Regions from separate parts of the Sus scrofa genome. Here region 2 is linked to region 1. Evidence: chromatin contacts called from public Hi-C data. All regions are on one chromosome and are shown on one strand. The core of a region is the stretch at or near the end of the contact, and the rest is flanking DNA. Distances in the headings are between cores, read along the strand shown. Region 1 holds the start of TMEM139 (transmembrane protein 139). Region 2 overlaps LOC106508196 (a long non-coding RNA gene).

Evidence for each region. Hi-C and Micro-C count contacts between places; a contact is called where the count stands out from the background.
Region 2: a contact with region 1 is called in a Hi-C map of liver, with 1.7 times the contacts expected there. The contact joins the enhancer-like site here to the promoter of TMEM139 in region 1. A contact is called at or near these places in 1 of 5 promoter capture datasets (liver), 14 of 47 Hi-C or Micro-C datasets (alveolar macrophages, embryonic fibroblasts, epiblast stem cells and 9 more) and 2 of 2 datasets of contacts at active chromatin or transcription factors (alveolar macrophages and skeletal muscle).

The regions. Positions count from the first base shown.
Region 1 is chr18:6,972,217-6,975,405 of Sscrofa11.1, forward strand. TMEM139 (transmembrane protein 139) reads right to left here and starts at 1,914. Exons shown (of 3, transcript XM_013990764.1): 1 at 1,070-1,914; 2 at 1-177. The coding sequence starts at 161.
Region 2 is chr18:7,012,343-7,015,443 of Sscrofa11.1, forward strand. The region is part of intron 1 of LOC106508196 (a long non-coding RNA gene); the gene reads left to right. Among named protein-coding and RNA genes, the nearest start is that of TAS2R40, 13 kb to the right of the region's middle. Within about 2 kb of position 1,714, at least 11 of the 83 cell types and tissues checked have an H3K27ac peak or open chromatin away from gene starts, as enhancers often do. A contact at or near this core is called in alveolar macrophages and liver, where this site is marked.

The DNA.
Region 1 (3,189 bases), core at 664-3,163:
AAGCAGACCAACAAGAAGAAGCCGCTCAAGCTGAGAAAGAAATAAGCAACAGGGGCGATGTCCGGCCGTATCCCCAGCAAAGCCAGCCCCAGGAGGAAGGAGGCGCAGCACAGGAAGAGAAAGGGCTTCTCCAGTCTCCCCCACAGCTGGCTTGGCACCATGGCCCCTCCCCAACTCCTGCAAAGAGAAACACACCTGTTGTGTCCAAACTAGCAACTGGCATCATGGCCGGGTCAGATTTCCAAGTACTTGGGGTTTCATTTTCTTCAGTCTCAAAGAAATGGCCCAAAGACATGATGTGCAGGGTCCCCTTCAGTTCTGGAATTCTCTAGGCGCGCACGGTTGTCCCAGGGGAGAAGAGCCAGGAAACCAGCCCGGAGTCCTGCCTCCCAGCCCTCAAGCACGTTTCCCACGTCATGGCCTGGCCTGCCTTCCTTCTTCCTCCTTCGCTGTGATCTCTAAGTTTCTACCCCTCCAGGACCCAGTCCTGGGCACACCTTGCCTCCGGCCTTAGTGCTCACCTGGCATCTCTGGAATCCAGGTGTTGGGCAGGCCCTGCCCTTTATTACTGCTTTCGCCCAACCTTCACTCCCCGCCTCCCCGGCCCGAGGCCCTCCGTCTGACCCTGCAGGGGAGAGAGGCCCACTTACCCTGTCTGACCTCGTTTCCCCATTTTCTCCAGTCAGCCCAGGCTCCAGGCAGAGGGAGAAAGTTCACAGGGACACAACAAAGCCACAGGCCAGAACTACCCCAGAATCTTACAAAGGCCTGGGGCAGAGTAATCCCTGACCTCTCTACGTACGTCAGCATCCCCCACCTCTACCGACCCTAACTTCGGAAACTCAGATTTCGAGTTTCCTGCCTGCCTGGCGTTATCACCGCAGGGGCTGGGAGGCTGCAGGGGAAGAAGCCGTTTCTTTCCTCTGCAACAGAACACCGCTGGCTGGCAGCCCCACGGCCAAACCAGCCCATCAGGAGTTCCCTGAAATCTGCACAGCTAGGAGTCACGGATTCTACCAAGGAGCCAGACCCTCCCACCCCTCTTACCTGCACCGAGTTCTTCCCTCACCTGTCTCACCAGACTCCGCGCTAAGTAGGTTGTGGGGAGTGGGAGGCGGGGGAGGGGGTGGAGCCCACTGGTTCCACCCACTTTTCTGCGCGAATCTCCTCCCTCCTGTCCAGCTTCCTCCGCCCCTTTTCTGCTTAAGGCTGAACTCCTACCGCCCCACCTTAATTTTTCCGGCCCTCACTGTACTGCACCCACCCCCTCCAGAGCCCTAAAGAAAGTCCTCCCCACCCTCACCTGCCGTCGTCCTCGTGATCTTCGTACTTCGGACCAGAGTTAAATTCACCTTTCCTTTTCCCCTCAACGCAGTTTGCGTTGTACTCGGGTGCCTTGTGTTGTGCCTGGGAGCACAGACCGTGGTTTACTTAATCTCTAACTCACATAGTGCTTTACACGTGGAATGATGTGTCCTGCTTCCCTTGCCCAAGCGCCGTTTCTATGAAGTCCTTCTCTTCTGCAGACCTGTAAGATTGTTTGTGTGTAGTATATGCTTGTTGGCCCAGGTAAGTCTTAATTCTTCAAAGGCCACTTGCAAGGTGACACCTGCTGCAGAGACAGTATCCGCTGAGTCTGCATGGCATTCCCTCCCACCTCCGCTGCCTTTCCCGTTGTATAGTAATGTTCTGTTTACATACCTTCCCCCTGAAACCGAGCAGGACCCTGTGGGGCCCTCCTGGATACAAACGCTTTCTGTGTCCCCTGTTTCTGCTTTGTTGGGAAAAGGCTTCAGCTTCCTAGACCTTCCCAGAGTCCCTTAGGGCAGACTCAAATGGTTTCTTATTAGGGAAGGAAGGGAGTGTAAAACAAAGGAGGAGCAGTCCGGAAACAACAGTGCAAGGTCCTGCTGTGGCTCAGCAGAAACGAATCCAACTAGGATCTGTGAGGATGAGGGTTTGATCCCTGGCCTCGCTCAGTGGGTTAAGGATCCAGCATTGACGAGAGCTGTGGTGTAGGTCACTGAGGTGGCTCGGATCCCACATTGCTGTGATGTAGGCTGACAGCTGTGGCTTCTATTGGACCCCTAGCCCGGGAACTTCCATACGCTGCAGGTGCAACAAAAAACGAAACAAAGACAGAAGGAAGCAAGGAAGGAAGGAAGGAAGGAAAGAGAGAGAGAGAGAGAAAGAAAGAAAGAAAGAAAGAAAGAAAGAAAGAAAGAAAGAAAGAAAGAGAAAGAAAGAAAGGAGTTCCTGTTGTGGCGCAGCAGAGGCGAGTCCGACTAGGAACAATGCGATTGCGGGTTCGATCCCTGGCCTCGCTCAGAGGGTTGAGGATCCGGCATGGCTGTGTGTAGGTCGCAGGCACAGCTCAGATCCTGTGTTGCTGTGGCTGTAGTGTAGGTTGACTGCTGCGGCTCCAATTGGACCCCTAGCCTGGGAACCTCCATGTGCTGCAGGTGTGGCCCTAAAAAAGCAAAAAAAAAAAAAAAAAAAAAAAAAAAAAGAGAGAGAGAGAGAAAGAACAGTGCAATGATAAGTAATGATAAGTGATCCTGGATTTCCCCAAAAGGTTTGGTAACAATACATCTCTGAGCTCTTCTAGGAACTAAGGCCCCAGCCGAGGTGGATAAGGGTAACTTCAGGCCGAGCCCAAGTTTCCTCAGTACCTCACCACCAACCAATCAGAAGTCACACACCCCACAGCTCTCACCCAAAAATTGCCTTTAAAAATTCTTCCACGGAGTTCCTGTCGTGGTGCAGTGGTTAATGAATCTAAGAACCATGAGGTTGTGGGTTTGATCCCTGGCCTTGCTCAGTGGGTTAAGGATCAGGCATTGCTGTGAGCTGTGGTGTAGGTTGCAGACTCAGCTGGGATCCTTGCGTTGCTGTGGCTCTGGTGTAGGCTGGCGGCTGCAGCTCTGATTAGACCCCTAGCCTGGGAACCTCCATATGTCACGAGTGTGGCCCTAGAAAAGACAAAAATAAAAAAAATAAAATAAAAATTCTTCCACAGACCATGGAGTTCCCTTGTGGTGCAACGGGTTGAGGATCAGGCATCGTTACTGCACTGGTCTGGGTGGCTGCTTTGGCATGGGTTTGATCCCTGGCCTGGAAATTTTGCATGCCGTGGGTGTGGCCAAAACAAACAAACTCTTCTCCCCAAACCATCAGGGAGTTAGGTCT
Region 2 (3,101 bases), core at 464-2,963, 40 kb after region 1:
GTATCTTATTATTGTTTTAATTTGGATATTTCTGGTTACAAGTGCGGGTGAGTCCATCTCCTGTCGTCCTTCAGAGCCTCCTCTGCCTATTTGTGTGTTTGTGTGTGCGCACCCCAGTTTTTCCTGTGTAGTCTAGCTAGTGGTCTCCACATTGTAAATGTCTCCTCCTTGACTTGTGTCATCTGTGACTTTCATTGAATGGAATGCCAATCAATATTTGAGCTTTCAGGAGCTTGTTTAATAAGATTCTCTACCCTTTAGTCACAAAATTATTTTATATTCTCTTCTATTAATCATATAATTTTACTTTCCATATTTAGGTCTTTTACCCATTTGTATTTACCTTCTAATCCAACTTTATTTTCTTCCAAACAGCCTCATTCCAAGTACCATTTAGTGGATAATCTGCCCTTTGCCCCCCTTATATGTGGCTGAAATTTTGTCTTAAGTGCCCATGGATAAATGCATCCTTTTTAATGCTCATTTTCCTGTTCTGTTAGTCTGTTAACTTAGTAGATTGCCTTAATATCTAGTAGAGGTTAGTATGCCTTACTACCTAGTAGATGCCTTTACTCTTCTATGTAAGTTTTAGAAGTCAGTTGTCAAGTCTATTAAAAAATTATCTTATTTCTGGAAAGATCTAGTAGATTTGTTGATAGGTAAGTTCCTTGCTTTTATATGATTCTTATTTACCTTTCTTTTCTTTCTTTTTTTTTTTTTTTTTTTTTTTTTTTTTTTGTCTTTCTATGGCTGCACCCATGGCATATGGAGATTCCCAGGCTAGGGGTCAAATAGGAGCTGTAGCCACCAGACTACACCACAGCTACAGCAACTCGGGATCCTTAACCCACTGAGTGAGGCCAGGGATCAAACCCACGTCCTTATGGATGCTAGTCGGGTTCGTTAATCACTGAGCCACGATGGGAACTCCATATTTACCTTTCTACCCTTACTGCCTGGCATGGTATCTCACATACATAGTGGCTCAGTCAATCTTTATAGAATTGAACTGTTGCTCAGCTGATTTATATTCTTCTTTCTGGGCTGGGAATGGAGTGGTGTGATAATGGAGGCCACATTTGAAGCCATCTGGTCTTCTTTTGAGAGAGGAGAGCAGATATCAGGGGTGTAACCCCTTCTGTAACAGGGACAAGTGTGGCTTTGGTTTTATTTCTTATCATTGCTAAGACTAGCAACCCTTGATTGAAAATAGCTTCTGCCTAGAGCTTTAGAGGTGGCTATACTCAAAGGTCAATAGCTGGGTTCCTAATGGATTTTCAAAGGAGAATATGATGCTTAAACTGCAAGAGGACAGGGGAAAATTTTGCCAGTTCCTTTCTGTGATGGAATTAAGGCCTTGTTGAACTCTGAGTTGCAACCCTCACCCTCTCGGGAGAGGGTTTGTGCTACAGAAATGAGGAGGTTGCCCTCTAGTGACCATAAGTTCATATAACACCCTTTGATTTTGGAGCCCAAGTAATAACAGGAAATGTGTTACACATTGTCTACAGCTTGCGAGGCACTGTTCTAAGTGCACGTTATGACAGTAGCCCCGTGAGACAGAACCATTTATTACCCCTATTTTAAAGATGATGAAATTGAGGCTCAGAGGAGTTAGGCAACTTGCCCAAGGTCACTGAGCCAGTGTTGTGTTGAAATCTGGGCTCTGTGGCTCTGAAATCAGTATGTTCAATCCTTCTGCTATTTTGCCTGAGAGGAAGAGAGGGTGTTGTGGTGGACTTGGTGCCTTCTGGCAAGAGGGCATGGGTGGTGTGCATCTCTTCCACACGGCCCTTCCAGGGACGTCTGGTTGGTAGTTCAAATTCCATCATGGTGGAGGAACTCACACAGTGGGAATTAGAAAATAGTACACTACAGAGATTTTTTCCTTCCTTCCTTCCTTTTTCTCTCTTTCTTCTCCAGAGAACCAATTTGCCAATACACCCCGGGTGAGAATGTCTGAGAAGTCAAAGATATATCCTTAAGTTTTCTTTGGGAAAACTGGAAAAGAGATTTGGGAACTAATGAAAACCTAGTTTTGTTAAAAAAAAAATACAGAGATTTTTAAGACTTTGCTTCTTGATTTTTTTTTTTTTTGGTATGAGAACAGAAACAGGTATTTTTATAACTAATGTAGAACTCCTTAAAATGAAGAAAAACTTATCAAAGTGCTCAGCTGCTTTCTGAGATAAGAAAATAGAACAGTTGCAGGGCCTGTGTTGCTGAGCACACATCACAAATGGCCAAAGAGACAGAGGAGTCAGACAAAACAAGCAGAACTGTTTCTAGAGGAACTTAAGCTAAATCCATCTGGGCCCACTTAACCATTGGTGGGATGGGCAAAGTAGATTTGGAAGAGCAAGAATTCAGAGAAAAACACATGGGTGCCAGTTTGAAGGCGATCAGATCACAGACGGAGAATGGCCATGGCTTTTAGGAGAAATGACACAAAGTCGCTACAATTTCGTACTTTTAGAACCCATAATTTTTTGGGGGCAAAAACTACTAGGAATATTTGAATCGTAGAATAACCCTACTCAAAAGCTTTCAATAGGCAGTACTGGCAACGTGGTGATTGTCCTTGAGGCTGTGCTACATAGAGGATCTTCTTATTTCCCTACTGCTCTGTCTGTTGGAAACTTTCCATAGTTAAAAAGAGGACCAGAGTTCCTGTCGTGGCCCAGCGGAAAGGAATCCAACTAGGAACCATGAGGTCGTGGGTGCGATCCCTGGCCTCCCTCAGTGGGTTAAGGATCCTGTTGCTGTGAGCTGGGTGTAGGTCCCAAACGCGGCTCGGATCCCACGTTGCTGTGTCGGTGGTGTGGGCCGGCAGCTGTAGCTCCGATTTGCCCCCTAGCCTGGGAACCTCCATATGCCGTGGGTGCGGCCCTAAAAAGCAAAAAATAAAATAAAATGAAGATAAAAATAAAAAGAGGACCAAGCTATTGGGCCCTGTAAATGATTATGTTAAAGAGAATAAAATAAAGCATCAAGATCTGTCAGCAAAGGTAGGTCTGAGATGCAGTGTGCAGGGCCTGAAGATGTGGGTAACAGGAAGGTGCGGGAGGCAGATGTGCGTGTGTTCCAAGTTCACCTCTGTA